2 separate regions of the Mus musculus genome follow, and region 2 is linked to region 1. Evidence: chromatin contacts called from public Hi-C data. All regions are on one chromosome and are shown on one strand. The core of a region is the stretch at or near the end of the contact, and the rest is flanking DNA. Distances in the headings are between cores, read along the strand shown. Region 1 has its middle 47 kb from the start of Gm24319. Region 2 has its middle 120 kb from the start of Gm24319.

Region 1 (4,067 bases), core at 1,056-3,555:
GCTTTTATTGCCGGTCTCCAGATGGCTTGGGTCTGTTCAGTTTTTGTGCATTGTCAACACAGGTTTGGGAAATTGAGAAGCCATTCACAGCCTCTCATCTGCGAGAGGATGCTGGCATTGAGGACCTTTCTCAGAGACTGGCATGGAGTTGTGAAGCCCTGGAGAGCTGGGAAGCAAGGCAGCTCTGAGTGTGGAAGGACTCACTTCCAAAGTCAACAGAAGTATACACACGAGGCCCTTATTTTCATGGGTCTTTCTTGGTTGCTGCTTCAGCTAATTTTAGAAAACTGGATCCATTTCAACTTTCAGATATAGTCCTGCTCTTCTCTGTAGCCTCTCTGGCTATCCTGCACATCACTTTAGACTCTTAAACTAATTACAGAAATGTCACTGTAGTTAGCATCAGTTAGCACAATACTTTTAATCATTAGCAATTAGTAAACGTTTGACCTTTGGCTGGGGAGGGGAGAAAAAGAGTAAAAGGGAAATACCAAGGCAGAACAAATTTCAGTCTCCGTGATCATGACGTAGGATCACCACCACCTGGCCACAGAGTTCATACTCACCAATCTCTTCCTAACAAGGAGGACATGAAGGAAGTAGTTATGAACAAAAGCCTAGGGGAAGCTCCGTGGAACAAGACAGGCCATAATATTCATTCTCTTCGATATGGCATGGGTTGGAAACAAGATTCAGAAGTAGAAGTGTGAAATTTGTTCTCGGCGTTGAGAGCCTGGGGGAAACAGTCAGAACCGTTGTCTTAGTTACTTCTTGTTACCGTGATGAAGTAGTGGGGAGAAGCAACATAAAAGTCGTTTGTTTGCTTGTTTCTGTTTCCATTAGAGTTTAGAGGGTTCCAGTCCACCACAGTTGGGAAAGCGTGCCAGTGGGAGATGAACCCATGATGGCTGTTCACATGGTGGCAGGCAGGAAGCAGGAGAGGGATGTGAATTTCAGTCTCCCATCCTTGGGCCAGTGAGGCCAGGCCCTACCTCCTAAAGTCTCCAGAGCTTTCAAAATGGTGCTGTAAGAAGGGGGCTGAGCATTCAAAACACAAGATTATTGGGGGTATCTTTTAGACACCTCTTTAACAACTCCTTTAGTTACCACTGCATGGTGTCAAAAAGAAGAATTTTGTGGCTACCTAACTCTTTCATAGCATCCTACTCAACACAGGATTGTCACAGTAGTTTTCCTACTCCATAGTTGTATATAGAGTCTCTAATTTAACAACTTAACAAGCCCAATGAACGGCCCCTCTTTAGGTTCAGGTGAATTCTTCCTGCACCCTTTGTTCTGCCTCCAGAAAGTTAAAATTAGAAGAAACCCATGGTTATAATTATTATCCGGGCAGGATAGGCCTAGGTGGCAAACTGAGTTGCTCTCTCCTTCTTCCAGTGCACGCTGTAAACTGAGCCTCTTTTGTTTGCTTGTGTTCTCTGTCCTAAGTGTGAGTACTTAGCAAGCTGGTAGATGTGGCTGGTGCTCTGCTGATCTTGACAAGCAGAGACAGACCCCTTACACATCTTTTCAAGTAGGGCAGTCAGTATGGTCCTTGTATGGGATGGGGTGGGGTATAGAGAACGGGATCTGGAGGGTTTTTTTTTTTTTGTATAGAGTTTAGTAAGAATATCTTCACCCTAAGGTTTTCAAGCAAATTGATTTCTTGACAGAGCATAGAGAGAAGATAAAATTTCAGAAGCTTCTTAAAAATGAGATAAATGTATGGGAAGATGCCCCCTTCTATTTTATGAAATCCATTCATCTATCTAACCAATATTCACAGAGCTCTTGTCAGGAAAATCATAAATTTATCACGCTGTTACCATCAGAATGCTGAATAGCAGCCTGCTCACAACCCAGCCATTGCTGTCTGAATGTCATCTTTTCAGGGCCATTGCCCTCATTCTTGCCACCCCTTTTGCCTTAACGTGTCCCTTTCCTCCAGTGCTTGTTTCTGCTGCCTTGCTCATCCTGTGAGGTCCCCTCCAGTGTCATGTGGCTCACCTAAAGTGCGCTCTGATATTAGCTTGCTGTGCCTTGTCAGTTCAAATCAAGTCTCGGGCAGCTGCAGCCCACCCTGCGGGGAAGTCTTGACAGCTCTCCTTGTCAGCATGCTGGACGCTGAAAGCCAGCATCAGTGAGTGGTAACCAGTCAATTAGCAGTGACAACTACCAGGTTGGGAGTTTTTTGTTTAATGTGTAGTTAATTTCACAGTAATTGAATTTAGGCTTGGCTTACAGAGACAGGGGGTGAAAGGTTCTGTGTGGAGCCCTGGCAAGCTTTGGTAGGAAACTGAACAGGGCTATTGTTCTAAGAGTAACTTGGTCTCTCCCAGAAGCTCTGTGGACATCTGGAGGCCTGCAGCTTTCTGCAGGGGGCTTCGAGGTGCCCGCCAAACACACAGAATGGCCACCGCTTTCCGGTCAGAAGGGGTGGGTATTCGGCTTGCTGGTATCTGCCGTGCATAGGGAAACAAACTTTTACTGAATGATTTCTTCATGCCGGTTACGTCAGTGAGAACACCACACTCTTATTTTTCCCACACATTTTACTCAAGAAGTGGGTACTGTAATTATTTAGGTAAAGATGGTGGAGGTCAGATATAGTGAACCATTGTATTAGTGAGATGCAGTAAGAAATAGGTTCAGAATGTGCTATATTTTAGATAAGGTTAATAGATTGCCGAGAAGCAGTCTGTTGGATGATGGTGTGTATGTGTGTACATTTCATCTGGAATGTAGTTAAACTCTGTAGTTTGTTCACTGATTTTAGTTTAGGTGATATAACTAAAGAGGAAAGTGCAATATTGATAGCACCCAGTGTTGTTATAACAAGTTCTAGCTGACATTTTATGCCTACCAGTATTTATTTTATAGAACTGCTAGCTACAATATATGCAGTTGTCACATTTTGATCACTTGTTGCTTTTATAAATATGTTGTAGCCTCTATCTCTCCTAATCTTTGTGTGACAATGACTTTATTAAATACTAGAATACCTATACTAGATTGGTTTTGGCTTCTCCATCTTTTAATACATTTACTTTGATTTTTTTATTCTCATCAATGTAAGGTAGCAATGAGATGTGGGTTTTGGTGACAACAAAACTAAATGGTTGGATCTTGTTTACTGATTGAAGCAGATAGCCTATGCCTTTTCCTGGTAAGTTGAGGCCATTTATATCTAAGGTTATTATTAAGTCAGGTGTAGTCATTGCTATAATTTTGTTGATTGTCTTTTAGTTGGTTGGATTATTATTTATTCTTATTTTTTTCTCCCTTATAGGTATAAAAGATTTACTGATTTACAGTGTCAGACATAATGGGTCCCTTCCTGCTTGTTATTCAACTATTTCTCTTATGAAACTTATGTTTTTTTCTGTGGTCTCATAAACAAAATGCTTTCTTTTCTTCTGTGTATAGTATCCCTCTAAATACCTGCTGTAATGGTGGCTTAGTGATCATGGAGTATCCTGGGTGTCCTTCTCTTGAAAGTTTCTTATTGTTCCAACAAGTTTTAGGATAACTCAGCTGGGTATAGTAATCTTGGTTGATAGTTATTTACTTCAGGAACTGAAATATTTCATCCCATGCTTTCCTGGATTTAGGGGTGCTTACCAGAACTCAATGCTGTTCTCATGCACTAGACTTCATAGGCGAGTTAGGGTTTTCCTTTGTAGTTTTACTTCTATTGCTTTGTTTTTGTGACATCTTGTCTATCTCATGTCAGGAAGAAGTTATTTTCTGGACATATCCAGTTGGTGTTCTAAATGTGTGTTATATTTGAATGTCATATTTCCCTAAAACTTTGAAATTCTCTGCTATACTTTCATTAAATAGATGGTGTGTTTAGTTTTTTATTTCAGCTCCTTGGGATTCTTGTGTGCTTGATCTTTTCTTCCCATCTTAGACTTCTTGGAGATGGTCTTCATTCTTGTTTCCCTTTAAGGATGTTTGGGTGGACACTTTCCTTGGCTTTGGCTTTGGTTCTTGCTACTCTGTCTTCTGCTTGATCTGTGCCGTAGGCGATGCTTTCCGTTGTGACTTTATTAGATTCACTGAGC
Region 2 (4,045 bases), core at 1,545-4,044, 75 kb before region 1:
AAAGCACCTGCCCTCACAACTCCAGCCTCTGTAGTTTGATGTCAGTGGCATATTTCCAGATGTGATGAAAACATCTCTGGACTGTGACAAAGTTGTCGCTGGGCTGGTTGAGCCTCACTGGTTTCATGAGGGTGGCTGGTGAAGTCAGCACTTTACTTCATATCCTCTCTAACGGTGTCCTTGGATTTAAAGCTGAGTGGCTGGGTGCTGGGGATGTAGCTCAGTGGTAGGGAACTTGCCTAGGATGTGCCAGGCCCTGGATTCTGCCCTCAGAACCCTAAAATCAAACACAAACCAAAAAAATAAACAAACAAACAAAAAAACAAACAAAAAACCAAAAAACAACAACAACAAAAAAACCACACTAATAGTGTCTTTATTCTCTGCTTCTGGGGTAGCAGGCTTATTCTAAGACAAGAGTGCCTGTGTTTTAAGTAACACTTCTTGTGATTCTTACATTCTGGACATCCCATCATAAAACACAAGCCCGAAAGGCACACACCAAATATACTGCACTTCCTGATTGCCAGGGAGGGAGCGCGTTCTTGCTCCTCCTCTCCTGGATCCATGCAATAATTAGCCAAAGTAAAATGAATATTAGCCCATGCTTAGCTGCCTTACTGTGAGCTTGCCAGCACTGACCCAGTAGTGCTAAACCAATTATTTTTTGAACTTTATGGCTTTAAATAATCCCTTGCTCTAAAATTCCCTGTACCCCTCAGCTACTTAACCACAGGCCCCTCTGCCCTAAATCCTTTTCTTATACTTTGTAGCTTTTTAAGCAAGGCCCCTCTTTAAGAAGACATAATCCCTTCTCTGTAGAAAACATGAAAGACCTTGAACAAATCAAGATTTCTCCATGGAGAATTCAGTTAATCCTGCGCTTATTGCCTAACAAGGAAATCCATCTCTCCACCAAGCACGCCATTACCCGGACTAATGCCTGACTTGAATAACAAGCAAATTATTGTGCTTTTAATTGTACCCTGCCTGGTCACGAAGCACATCTGAGAGAGGGATGTGGCATCTCTTCCCGAGAAACAGGTCAAGCCTCTAATCCTCCTTTTCTTTTTGCCTTCCCCTCCCCCTCCAACCCTTTCTCTTCCCAGCAGCAGAAGGGGGGAAAAAGACAGCTAAATTATGTTTAAAATGGAAGAGCTAAAGAAGAAAAAAAGGCAGTAAATACTGACTTGGGAGAAGGAGAATTATCCTCTGTCTCTGCGGTGTGGCTCATTTGAGAACAATCAATGTTATCATAACCCCATTACCAGAGGGCGATCTCTCTCTCTCTCTCTCTCTCTCTCTCTCTCTCTCTCTCTCTCTCTCCCTCTCCCTCTCCCTCTCCCTCTCCCTCTCCCTCTCCCTCTCCCTCCCCCTCCCTCCCCCTCCCCCTTTTCTAAACCAGACTCCTAGTGCATCTGTGCTATTGACAGTTTGGGCTGGATAACTCTCTGCTGTGTGTGTTAGTGGTGGGTCTCTCCTGAATGCTGTAGAACGCTCAACACCTTGTCAAGTTGTGTCAATCCAAAATGTTCCAATATGATAACAAAGACTCTTGGATGTCATGCCAGTCACCCTGATTGAGAGTCACAAACCAAACCCAACATATTGCGATGGACTGGTTGTATATGATCGTCCATCTCTACACAAACGCTAATCAAATCAGGATTTTTTTAAAACTGGAAACCAGGGAGGCAATCATGTCCTTCATGTATGTAGAACAGAATGAAATAAAAGGCAGCCGAAGCATTTGTTGTCAGGAATAGGGGAGTTGCTTGTTTCAGGATCCAGGATGCAAAAAGACTTGGCATTTGATCCTCAGTGCACAGACAAGTGTCTCTGAATGCAGGAAGCTTTTGAATGCCCCTCCCCATCTTGCAGTCTTAGAAACTGGGCTTGTTTTGGGTGGGAGAAGGATGATATGAAGGTTTACAGCGTAAGAACCATTACCCAGAAGTGCTGATACCCAAGATAGTTGAGGTCGGATGGAGAAGTGGTGAGCCTCAAGCTCTTTCAGACAATGCCAGCCAACCATCCTGAGACCTGGAAACCAGCATCACGGAAAGCGCCCCACAGCGGAAGTATTAGTCACGCGCTGCACTGCACTTAGAGTTGCAACCTTAGAGGAAAACGCCGTCTTACTCCGAGGTACAAAGAATCAGCTTATTTTTAGAACTTACTAGAAGCTTTGTTGTCTGTCCTTTAGTGGCCTCGAGCAAATATGGGAGAGAAAGGCATTGCCGTTAACCTCCGTGACCAATAGATGGCGGTGTATCTCTTCCTGAGAAGCCAGGCTTGGCAGCAGCTGGTAAGACCTCCTTAAGCTAAGGAAGACAAGTGCCACTCGGTGTCCTCTGGAAGACAGGCATTTCCTCCCATTGTTGGCACAAACAGCTCCAAACAATTGTACTGACCACACACCTTCAAGCCACATTCCGGGGTGCTGCTGGCTGCCCTGGAGTGAATGCCAGGAAAACGAACCAAGCTGCTAATTTGCTTGATTGGGGGGCGGGGGGGGGGGGGAGGGGGGGAGAAGGAGCGGGAGAAGGAGGGGGAGAGGAAGATCTTGAGTAACAATGGGCATGATTTATTTTTCCAACACGAATAGGGGCAATGCTATTTTAGCCCCTCTTCCAACTGCTGAAGTAAATGAAAGCAGCCACCTAATTAGCCGGAATCACTAGCTAGCAGAGGAAAAATTTCTGCTGCGACTCAGGCTGGGGTGGGGAGTTGGGAGAACCGGGTGTGATGTTGGAGGAGGAGAATGGGTGGGAAGGAAAAGGAGGCCAGGCGAACAGAAGGCTTTTGTAGAGCCCCTGGCTGCCTGCAGTCTGTGGGCTGAGCTGGCCCCGACCCTGAGAGAACAAGGGAGCTGTGGTTCTTCACATTCATCTTCTGCAGGCGGAAAAAGCATCTGCTGCAAGACCGGTCTCTGAGTTGATTTTTAAAGTGCTACCGGTGTAGATGAATTAGCTTGGGAAAGAGAGTCCAGCCCTGTGTCGTCTGGCTGACCTGCTGGTGGGCTGTACCAGGACCCCGCAGGAAGGCTCTCTGATGCACCATTAGGGACATTTCAGGCTGATCTGAGACCAAATTTGGCTGTTGGTCAGGAATGAAACAAATACCTAGTTATAGACTGATCCTGACTAATTGTCCTTCTCTAGCAGGACATATGCGCCATCCCTACAAGGGCAGTATCAGGAACTATCAGCACAACAATGGGCAGGTAGGCGCTGTTGAAATCTTCCACTTCACGAACTGAAGTGCTAATTTATTTGTTCAGGGATGACTTTGGTTTTTTAGTTCGATATCACTCTAATTGAAATACTTCACTAATGCGATTTATCCCAACTGTAAACTGTCAGTTCCCACAGCTGTTGCCTTTTTTCAAGCAATCTGGCAAATGTGTACGGCTAAAAACACAACCTTAGGAGATTGAGAAGGAGCCTGCACAATTTTCTTCCCCCCCCCCTCAGCTGGCCCACATCACCCCTCCCCCCCCAGCCCCGCCCCTGAAAACCTTTGAAACCACACGCTCCTTTTCCATAGCCACACCCACTTCGATTTTGGACAGATCTGCTGTGTTTGGCTGATCAATGTCTGTCCTTCGTCTTCTAGACTTGTACCTGGTTTTCCTCAGGGGACATGTGTCTTTAGTGAGGTGGACTTTGGTCTTCTGTGCTGGGGTGGTGGACATGTTATCCAGATGTAATAAAAATCTTTATATTTCCACCTATTTTGGGCTCCTGATGGAGGGTCTTGCTCAAATTAGCAAAGCAACAGCCATAAAACCGAAAGGAGACCCAGTTAACTTTGAATTTTAGATAAACGATTATGTTCTTTTATTAAAGTGTATCTGAGATATTATATGGAACACACACACACACACATACACACACACACAAACCTGTTGTCTATCTGGAATTTAAGTGTAACGAAACACTGTATATTCTGCCCCATGATGCTATTTCTTCCTAAAGAAGTATTTGACCTAAATTGGTCAAACTAGAATCAGACTAGGACTTTTACAATAGCTTTAGAAAAA

Evidence for each region. A called contact is a pair of places that touch in the nucleus more often than the background predicts.
Region 2: a contact with region 1 is called in a Hi-C map of the N1E-115 cell line, with 4 times the contacts expected there. A contact is called at or near these places in 3 of 484 Hi-C or Micro-C datasets (the N1E-115 cell line, cerebellum and pancreatic cancer cells) and 1 of 9 other capture datasets (embryonic stem cells).

The regions. Positions count from the first base shown.
Region 1 is chr19:15,725,244-15,729,310 of GRCm38.p6, reverse strand. No RefSeq gene overlaps it. Among named protein-coding and RNA genes, the nearest start is that of Gm24319, 47 kb to the right of the region's middle.
Region 2 is chr19:15,800,265-15,804,309 of GRCm38.p6, reverse strand. No RefSeq gene overlaps it. Among named protein-coding and RNA genes, the nearest start is that of Gm24319, 120 kb to the right of the region's middle.